Regions from separate parts of the Mus musculus genome. Here region 2 is linked to region 1. Evidence: chromatin contacts called from public HiChIP or PLAC-seq data. All regions are on one chromosome and are shown on one strand. The core of a region is the stretch at or near the end of the contact, and the rest is flanking DNA. Distances in the headings are between cores, read along the strand shown. Region 1 overlaps Map3k1 (mitogen-activated protein kinase kinase kinase 1). Region 2 has its middle 17 kb from the start of Gm15322.

Evidence for each region. HiChIP or PLAC-seq counts read pairs in DNA pulled down with a chosen protein or histone mark.
Region 2: a contact with region 1 is called in an H3K4me3 HiChIP or PLAC-seq map of bone marrow-derived macrophages, with 5 times the contacts expected there. The contact joins two enhancer-like sites. A contact is called at or near these places in 1 of 15 datasets of contacts at CTCF or cohesin (large pre-B cells), 24 of 484 Hi-C or Micro-C datasets (CD4 T cells, CD8 T cells, Th1 cells and 12 more), 18 of 115 datasets of contacts at active chromatin or transcription factors (bone marrow-derived macrophages, embryonic stem cells, extraembryonic endoderm stem cells and 12 more) and 3 of 9 other capture datasets (bone marrow-derived macrophages, embryonic stem cells and embryonic tail).

Annotation. Positions count from the first base shown.
Region 1 is chr13:111,785,472-111,790,809 of GRCm38.p6, forward strand. All of the region lies in intron 1 of Map3k1 (mitogen-activated protein kinase kinase kinase 1), which reads right to left. Among named protein-coding and RNA genes, the nearest start is that of Map3k1, 21 kb to the right of the region's middle. Within about 2 kb of position 2,885, at least 113 of the 459 cell types and tissues checked have an H3K27ac peak or open chromatin away from gene starts, as enhancers often do. A contact at or near this core is called in CD8 T cells, Th1 cells, Th2 cells and 6 more, where this site is marked.
Region 2 is chr13:111,975,730-111,981,067 of GRCm38.p6, forward strand. No RefSeq gene overlaps it. Among named protein-coding and RNA genes, the nearest start is that of Gm15322, 17 kb to the right of the region's middle. Within about 2 kb of position 2,467, at least 113 of the 459 cell types and tissues checked have an H3K27ac peak or open chromatin away from gene starts, as enhancers often do. A contact at or near this core is called in CD8 T cells, Th1 cells, Th2 cells and 6 more, where this site is marked.

The DNA of each region.
Region 1 (5,338 bases), core at 1,635-4,134:
CAAGAGACAACAACACTTAACAGGTTGGACTTGGCAGGAAAATGTATATACACGTTACTCATATATGCAACAGCAGAGATCGCATTTCTTGTAATGCGTGTTCCGAGGATGGGGGAGACAAGGTCAGATGCGAACTCACTGACCACGGGGTGTGAGCCCTGGAGCCAGGCCGCCTAGGGTCAAATCTTACTCGCCATGTAACTGAGGTCCAAGTTGTTCAACACGCCTCACCGTCAAGCGGGGTTACTGTTCCGTAAGGCGGTTCCAGAGCATGGTCTGTATACAGGGTACTTTGGAGGGAGCTAACTTTCACGCCTCCCCCTGCTGACCTCTTGTGTAAGTAAAATGGGGAGACAGGGACTACTAGAACTATGAACACTGCTGCTGTTACACTGTGCTGTGGAGACTGCCTCAGGTCCAGGTGCTGCTCCAGGTCTGAGCACAGCCAAGACTCACGGTCATGGCTGAGGATAGACTCTTACAAAAAGGTTAAGTAGTCTATGAGCTCTCAGTTACGAGAGAATTTGGGGGCTTTAAAACCAGGTCTTTCTGTCCTCAAAGCTTTCTCCCCTTCCACCTAAACCATGATGCTTCATATATATGTGAATGTATATGTATACATACATATATACTATTGCATACTATTTCATGTATGCAATACTTACTATTGCATACATGAAAGCACCAAATAGAACCATTACCCACCCCACTGCCGCCTTTTCCCATCGGGTTCGGAAGGTAATACTTGGCTAGAAACATGAAGAACATGAAGACTATGGTGGAGGCTCTTCTGGGCTCAGGAGTCAGGGATTGGGTCTGTTCAGTGTGGGTACTAGGATCATATAATTTCTGTCAAATGACAGGTGCAATTTCCCTACGGCACGAGGACACGGCATCAGAAACAAAGCTTCCTAGAGCAACCTTGGTGACCAGCATATTTAAACGTGGGACTCTTACATGATCTCCATCTGGTCAGAAGCTATGTGGATCACACACGCTCTGTGATAACACGGCCCGGGAAGACACTCAATGCTTGATGATTTTAAGAACAGTACTAACTTAGTTACTAGGCATGGGCATCGTTTCAAAGCTCTCTTAGAGACATCTAAAGCTGTTAAGAACATTCAAGCTGTTAAGTAGCGAGTGCAAAGCATGGGTTTCCAGGCTGTTTTACACGAAAACATTACTGTTGCGGTCTCATAGAAGATTAACTGCATCATCAATGTCATCCCTTAAAAGACACAGAGCCACTCTCCATATTGGCGTGCAGGGAACTGGAGAGCATCAGGGGCTGGAGGGGGGCTAGGAGCGCCTGCCCAGGCTTGGTGGCAGTGCAGCCACAGTGACATCCTACACTGAGGTCCAACTCTCTAGCACAGGCCTCTTTGTGGGCACCTGGCCTACTTTGCCAAGAACCGGGGATAACATTACCAGAAATGCTTAATTTGTATCAACTCATGAAATTATGGCTTATTTCTCACTTTTGGACAGGGTCGCATATATCAGTTAAAACCCACTGTGACCAAGGATGGCCTCGAGCTGCCTGCCTGCCCAGCTTTCCCTTCCAAGTGCTGGGATCATCGCTACCCCTGGCTCACATTAGCTTCTGAGGGCTAATCTGAAAGTATAACTTTTGCCATAACCGAGTATTTTATAATTTTAAAACCATCTTCTCATGACTATTAGCTATTCGGTCAGTTAATATTCATTATTTAGGCATCTGTCATTTCAAGATATATCTTAAGCTCAAACAACAACAAAACAAATGACTGGACTCCTGTGAATTACACTTGGTGCTTCTGACTTCACACACACACAACACACACACACACACACACACACACACATTCTATACCACGTTCTAACTCCTTAAAGTTGTGGGTTTAAAAGATTTATTTGTGTGTGTGTATGTGCGTGCGTGTGTGTGTGTGTGTGTGTGTGTGTCTGCATGTGTCTGAGTACTGCCCATGGAGGCCAGAAGAGAGTGTCAGATCTCTCAGAACCCAAGTTACAGATGGCTGTGAGCTGCCATCTTGGTGTTGGGACCCAAACCCAGGTCCTCTGCAAGAGCAAAAATGCTTGTCACAGCTGAGCCATCTCGCCAGCCCCTGTAGTTGTATTAATTAGTTCATGATCTTGATATAAATCCTTTTACAGGCTGTATAATACAGAGGAACATGTCGCAAGTACGGATCAATTCAGCCCGTAGGTTACATATCCCTTAAAAATTACCAGATGCTTGTATAGTTCAGCAAAGTGGAAAATCTAAGATACATGCCAAGTAATTAATTAAGCCATGTTACCAAAAGTGTATCAACCCTCTAAAAATCATGACTACAAAATTATGAAATAGCATTCCTTAGCTAAGACGCTGGCATGTTTGCTAAGCGTCCATGTCTCAGCTTCTCAGCAGAGAGCACACTATTTATTATTAAAACCCTGAGACTGAAAAGGCCCAGGTGGATCGCACTCCTCCGTAGGTCTGGATTTGCAGGTGGATCCCAGGAATCCCTGCAGTGACAGGATCATCTCAGTAACAGGATCATCTCAGTAGCAGCCCCACCCCTGAGAGTGCAGCTCCCAGTAGATCATGGCCCCAGCCACATGCCATATGTCACTCTCCCTAGTCACTCTTTAGAATAGTTCTCTTCTTCTCTGCCAATGTGTCCATCATGAGACGAGCCAGTTGGTTGGGACACTGAAACGTGCAAAGTGCTGTTTAGATGGTGTTAGGAGCATCCTGGCTGCCGGCTGCCCCTTTACTGCAAGATGAACCAACTAGAGCTGACTGCCTTGTCTGGAAAACCCGAAGGTCACAGGAAGGGAAGGGGATCAGGAAAAACGACGCTTTGCTCGGTAGGGGGCGCTCTTTCCTTAAAAATGTAATTTAGACGATTATTAATAGCAAAGGTAGCCTGCCCACAAATCACTTCGAACAGAAGCAGCACTCACTCTGACATCCTGCCCCAAATATAGCTGGAGTCAAGGTCTTCCTAAGTATGCCTTCCTCACCTCAGGGGCACCCTGAAGCCGTCCTAAGTGCCAGTGTCTTTTCACTTTTGATGACTCAGCAGGATCACACTTCTATGGCTTTACGCTGGCAGGGCTTGACTCATGACTGTCGGGTGCGTGCTTCTAAACCTCCCGTCGGAACCACTTTCCAGTTTTAACAACAACCGTGTACTGGGCGAGAGTGTGACAGAAACTATTATTCCCACTAAACCAACAGCGACTCCTTCGTGAGCACGCGGGTCAGCCAATGCTCTCTGTCAGGAACAGCAATCTCACTTAACTCTCAGTCAGGCTGATAACGGACGACACAGTTCTAAGCCTCAAGACTTTCAAACTGAAACATGAAAACCACTTGGCAGTGTTCTGATAGAACCTGAGTTTTCCTAGCACGAGGGAAGGGAGAACAAAAGCTAACCCTACCATGCTCTCCCGAGGTGTGTCCCCCCAGGACTGGTGCCCGTGCTCCCTTCATGCAGTGCTCCCTGGGGCACGGCGGACTTTTTTTTTTAATTGGAATTATTCCTTTGAAGGGAGAGTGTTTTGCCTGCATGTCCATAGGCGCATCCGGAGTGTGCTTAAGTACCGGAGGAGGTCAGAAGAGGGTACTGGAGTTACAGTTAACTGGGACCGGAGTGAATCAACAGTGCTCTTAACTGATGAGCGGCCCATCTAGACCCCCTCAGCCCCACCCCTTTTATCAGCCTATGGGCTCACATTTCCAAGGCCCTATGGTCAGTCACCCCATACTGCCCTAGACACTAACTGAGCTCCCCTCAGGCTACAGCCCCTGTAACAGTGCAGAGAACCTTCCTCCAGCCTCCTCAGCACACAGCTCCTCACTCGTCTGTCTGTCCCTACCACCAGACTGGGAATGAAGACAGAAGTGGGTTTCAAGTCTACTATCACTGTCTTACTAGAAAGGTTGGCACAAGGGATGGACTAGGCAAGTACATGCTGAGTAGGGTGGACTGTCCTCCTCGGACTGGGTCTACCTGAGGGCAAGATTTGTCTTACTCAGCTTTCAGTTTACAAGCAGTGCTAACGGATGCCCCTGGTATTTGCAGATGCTTGTGAAGGAAAAAAAAATGCCCTTCCTTCCTGTAGGAGCCTCCGAACCAAAAAGATCCTTCTCTGGTAGAAACATCTGCTGTGCCCTGAGGGGCGCTGCATGGAGAAGGGAGGTCAGATGCTAGGCAAGAGGTTTAAAGAGACAGAATTTGGCCCCAGGAAAACACCAAGGCAGGATTAGCAAGAAACCACCCTGAGTCCAGATCATTTGTCCTTAGTCAGGGGGCTTTCCCATTGCTTGAAACTTGCCCATGTGATCTAGTTAATTTGATTTTCCTGAAGTTAGTGACAAAACACAGCCCCGAGGAAGATCCAAGAGTCTGTGTCGGGGAGGCGGACAGCTGTGCCGTCTCAGCCAAGCAACCTGGGAGGCAGTGGAGAACTAAGGCAGTCAGGGGGGTGGTGTCCAGGGATGGCAAGTGCAGGAACTGCGAACCCAGACACAGGGTAAGATAGAGCTGGCAGGAAGCAAGCAATGCTGTCTGCACATAGTAACTGTATGGGTGGTGGGCTTTCTTATGACATTTCATACATGTGTGTAATATACTCTGATGTCCACCACTACCCTCCCGATACCTCATCCCACTGGCCCCCTTCCTATCAAATAGTCCTCTTTCTACTTTGGGGCCCGTGTGTGTATGTCACTCACACACACACACACACACACACACACACACACACACACACAATTCCACAGAAGAGAGAAAATATGCCGTATTTATCTGAGTCCTGCTTACTTTAACATCTGTGCATTTTCCTGCAGACAGCATGGCTCCGTTTTTCTGTGTCCGAATAGAATTGCCTTGCGTATGCTGACAGCACGCTTTCTTTACCTCGTCATCCACGGATGGGCGCCTAAACTGGCTGTCTACCTTGCAGAGAGTGTAGATAACTCTGCTGTATTCTGACTTAAGACTCTTTAGGAATCTGCTGGGGGTGGGACAGCTGGATCACACAGGAATTCTGCTTGTGTTTGTCTAAGGAACCTCCACGCTGGCTTCCACAGTGGTTAAACTAGTTAACATTCCTACCGGCAGGCCACAGCCCCCAACTCAGCTGCAGGTGCTGGTTTCCCAGAGGCAGGAATCTCAAAACAGCCTTTCCTTTTGGGTTTTTAAGACAGTGTCGTCTTACGTAGCTAAGGCTGGTCTTGAACTCACTATGTAAGTGAGGATGACCTAACCTTCCTCCTCCTATACTCCCCTCTGCTGGGGTCACACCCATACACTACCATACCCAGCTCCGTGGAGTTTTGGTT
Region 2 (5,338 bases), core at 1,217-3,716, 190 kb after region 1:
TATGTGCACACACATGAATGGTGAATGATCTAGAACCAGAAAAGGAAATTACCGAGCCAAAGACCCAAGGTGCATTCAAACTGATATGACCATAGATTGGAAGCACAGAGAAAAAAACATACTGAATGACTCAAACTTGAAAAAGATGTTAGAGACAAGACAAAGGAAATGGCATGTCTGGAGAATAAGGACCACTTAACATTGTGCTTTTAAAAACAAGAGAATGCTTAGTGGATGTCTTCTGCAGGCATGAAAGTGACAGATCAAAAAGGCTCATGTAAGGCCCTCTGCAGGAGTCAGAGCAGTGGAGGGATGCAGGGATGTCGTTCTGCAATTCTTGAGATAGGGCATGCTTAGTATGCATGATTTAAAAATAATAAACATTTTTAAAAGTTAGACTAAAAAGTATAATAAATATGGCTACAATAATATTTTACTACAGATATTGACAAAATAAGCATGCATTACTAGAAAACGAAGGGTGAGATTAGCTGGAACAAGTGAATCTTAGTTCAAATGTGGGCTCAGGGAATTGGTTGGAGAAGCCCAGCGTACATCAAGAGAAACGATTTGGTAAGAGTATTTGTTAAAGCACAGCATTCATCCTGGCTCAAATATAAAGCTGAAATAATTGTAGGGAGCACAGAGAGAATTTTAAAACAGATTCCAGGGCCTCGAGACAGACACACAGGCACATAGACATCTTGACACGAAGTATCAGCAGCTCGCACTCATGTTGTCTTTACAACTAGGAACACTGCTGTTGAGCTCATTTTAACTCCTGATAGGTCAATGATTTCAACATAAAGCAAAATTATAATTATACAACTGCCAGTACTTAAACAACAGCTCCTTCAGGGTGCTTGACTTCTGCAGCAGCCCATGATCACTCCACTGTGGGCTTCCTTCCACAGCAGTGTAATACCTTTTCCCATCATTCATTCCTAATAGGAGGTCTGGGTTCAAATTCATTCCCCACTGGTGGTAGGTAGCTTGATTGATAGATAAAATACAGAACACTCACTCGTTTTCACTGTTTGCAGCATTGTATGTGGTCCAGCTGTTGGTGGCTATTAGGATTTCATACAGATTTTTCATTAATGAGAATGATGTCTCTACGACCATGCTTTATAGCTCATTGAAAGCTTGGTCCTAGTCTATCGTATCCACTATTTATCTAGCAAGAGAGTACCTGACACAAAAGAGGTGCCCAATAATGAGTATTTGTAAAGTTCAAACACTTATGGTCAAATAAATGGGTATAGACTTGGCATGAAGTAGGTCTTTGAAATAAATATTGTAAAAGAGAAACCATAGAATCAAATAATGGAAACTACTGACTACACCACAACAAACAAAAAAACTGAATGGCAGAGGAGAGGCAAAGTGGCAACAAGAGGAAAAATGTGTGAAAATGTCCAGCAAACTGTACAAGACCTGTGCAAGATCAAGCCAGTCAGCATTCTAGCTTGGAGAGAGGGCGGGGCTTATGATTCCCTGCCTCTAACTGAGGAACTATCAAGTTATGGTTTCTGAGAAATGAAGAGTCAGTTTTCTTTAAAAGTGTGGTCGCTGTGCTCTGGTGGGTGACCCTGTAACAAGAGAATATAGGTAGCATGTGCAAATCAAGCTTAGTGATATAGATATAGATATAGATATAGATGATAAAGCTATAGATATGGACATATAGGTACATAAATTCATAGGTATATAGATATATAGATTCATAGGTATATAGATACATAGATTTATAGGTATATATATCTATATAGCTATATAGGTGTATACATATGCATATAGATTATCACACATACATACATTTGTGTATATGTATATACATGTATATTATATATGTGTGTGTATATGTATATATATATGTGTATATATATGTGTGTATGTATGTGTGTATTCTATATGTGTAAATTCTTAAAATGAACAAAATATATTTAAAACATCCAGTAAAGAGTTACTGTCCCTCATTGACAGGTGGCTCTTATAAATCTATGACAAAAAGATGACCAAAGACTGTGCTTGTTAGCCCCACACATGCTCCTCATCTCCACAGTCTTGTTTGCAGCGTTGTCTGGGTTTGGATGGGTAGCTCTTGCTCAGCATCCGTACGCAGTTGCAGGCTGTTATTAATGAGGGTGCGCACTCGCTGGGAAGGCTTCCGTCACCGCCCGCCCGCCTGCAGCTGCTTCCGGCTGCTCACTGCAAGCTGCTGTGGTTTTACTGAACTTCGAGTCTCACCCAGCAGAGAGACAAGGTCCCGGCAGAAGCACTCCGCCAGGCAGAGTTTCAAAGGGACCCGCCGGACCGTGTGCAGCTAAGAAGGCGGCTCAGAAGTCACAGACACACTCCTGTCATCGTCGTTGTCCAGTTAAGCGTACGGTTCAGATCCAAGGAGAGACTCAAATGCTCCTTCCTCAATGCAGAGACAGCATATGCAGCCCAGAAAGGAACAGCATGGGTGGCAGCGGCCATCTTTGTAGGCTACCCTCTCTCCCACCCACTGCTTGCTTTCTGTGCTGTGCAGGAAACACAATTCAGATTTCACCTTCCAAGAAGGCCCGACTTTTTTTTTTTTTTTAAATACATTTACTAAAACCCATTTGGTGCTCAGTGGCTAATGTGCTTTCTTTTAAAGTCAGACGTATTTCTTTCAAAACCAGCTTGTTTCTGGCGATCTGTAGAGATTTGCCGTTTCAAAATGAGTGACCTTGACGCACACCTCCAGGCTCAGCCGTAAGACATGGTGCACAGGGTACTTTCCCTCCATCTTTGAATTGGACCCTGCGGTTACTGAGTTATGGGAAATAGTGCCATGATTGCTTGCCGTGTGTGTGTGCATGATCGTGTGTATGTGTGCTCACATGCTAGGGAGCCAGGTGCCACTGGGTTTTGGATTAGGAAGCTGGCTTTGCATCTATTTGAATGCTTGAGCAGCCCAAAGGGTTCTTGTGCACAAGCCCTGCCTTGGCTAACTCCTGTTATTATCTTGCTATGGAAGGTCATGCCAACTGCTTAATTACACGGAAAGTTATGAAACAGCCCAGGCAGCAGAACACTGATCAGCTGTGGACTCCTAAAGGAAAATAAACCCTTCTTGCAGCCAGGATGGCTGCGAGCCACCAGGCGTGTCTGTCCGTCCATGCCTGCATGTATAGCTCCCTTGTATAAAAGGGGTGCCCATGGCTGGGCAAAGTCCTGGATTCACCTTTCTAACAGGGTTATGGGTCATAACACAATAGAACCATTTTAATCAGAGCGAGATTATATCTGAGCACTTCTAGTCCGACTTTTCCTTTCATTGAATGTAAACAATTAAACCTCTCTTGGAAGCTTTCCTGTTCACTCCACAGCACGCCGCAAAATAGCCATGCCGAGCACTGAGACGGGCATTATTAAAGAGAGCCAGCTGCTGCAGTTTCAGGCCCATCTGACTTACCTGCCCTTCAGCCATCACCTCCGAGGGGAAACTGAGTTTATGGAGGAGCGGGCTCTTCCGGTTTAGTCTGTCAGGTGCCTGCCAGGCTTGGCTTCATTCTCACCTTAAAAGCACTCAGATTTTGGATTTTTACACATTGCTTTGTTTTATCTGCCTTCATGGAGAAGACGCCAAAAGAGGCCTTTGTGGTAATTAGAGGCTGAGGGGAAAGCAGACTTCTCGAGAAAGAGAAGGCATTTCTGTGCTGAAGAGCCCTTTTCACCGGAGCAAGCAGGATCCTCTCTACTTCTACAGGAAGCAGCTTGCCCACTGCAGAGGGGTGGGGTTCCCTCGGATTTCTCTGAAAGCATTTGGAGAAGGAAAAAGCCAGGCTCCAATGCCAAAAGACAACTTTAACCCTCCACTCGCAGAGCCCAAGGTCAACCAAAGGTCACAAGAGTACTGCTGAAATCCGAAATCCGCGGGCTGGGGAGCTCCCTCGGGGCTGCCTCTGATGCTGCAGGAATCGATAGCTGAGATCCACTCCCTAAAGGGCTCACTTGTTGGCCTGTGACGGATGAAGTGGTTCGAGGTGCCCATTAGGGTGCAGAGTAGACACTGATATAGACTTGAGCTCCCACGGCTGCCCCGCCCCTTCTTGAAACCTAATTTAGACCATATCAGAGTTTTCATAAAGACATTCCTGATACCATTGTGCTGTAAATCCTGTCTGATCCGACCTTCAAATACTTATGCAAACTGAAATATGTCTGGAAAGAAGTCAAAACAAAACAAATATGCCACACCATCTCTTTGCAGCAGGCCCCTCCCTCCTCATTTACATTTCAGCTCAGACCTCTCCAACCGGCTCCCAACTGTTTAGGCCAGTTAATTAGTTATAATTGCAGCGATTGTTTCTCTGAATGCACTGATGGCCTTATGTCTGAAAGCCAGCTTAGCCCGGTTTCCAGCATGTGTGAACTGCGTTGGTAGCATTATTTTGTAAAAACTCATTACAGATAAGTGCAGTTAGTTTAGTCTCCATCAAGACCGGCCGTAGCAATAATTCGCTTTCTTCAAACATCTACAGGTTGTTGTGTTCCAGGAGCTGTGACCTCAGCCTCTGCCTTCGCTCTGTCATTTCAGTGGGCTGTTTCCCCGCGGGAGCATTTTGGGTGAAGCGCTCTTAGTTTCGGATGCAGTGTGTTAATGATAATTTACGTCACTGGCAAGTTGTAGCAACATTGAGATCTCGTGGTCTATCTTTTGGCTCATAACACCATGTAATTAGAGAGAGTGGAAACTGGGAGAGTAAAGTGACTGTGTGCTCATATTACAGTCCTGAAACCAAAGGGAAGAGAAGAGGAAGTGGCTGTTTCTGACGAGGATGGGCCTCTCTTTTACTCCCACAAAGGAACGTCACAATCTTCCAGATTTAAAGGGGGAAATAAATGGTCATAAGGTTTGCCTGGTTGTATTATTAATCCATTCATCTAACATGTAGTGAACACTGACAGAGAGGTATGTTTAGAGAGGTAATAGTGTTCTTGTATGTTGTAGGGTTTGCATTCAAATATCACACTTCATTAAGGGGATTTATTCAGTCTTGTGAGGTAGGCAGGGTATGTATCCATTAGTTCACCCATTGGATGAGGAAATGGGAGCTTGCAAAGGTTAATCGACTCACTGGCCTGGGTCCCAAAGCTGGCGAGAGCCTCGGTTAGGAATCAAGGATTTGACTCTATATTTCATCAGTCTCCCTTCCATCTTAAAGACTGAAGAGTGAGGAAGCAAGACACATAAAAAGATTCCGGTAGAAACAAGATGGCGGCCATAGTTGCATCTCACGGATCTAGTGAGACCTGCACGCACCAGGACTGGATATTCTGGTAAGTGAGAAATGCAAACAAA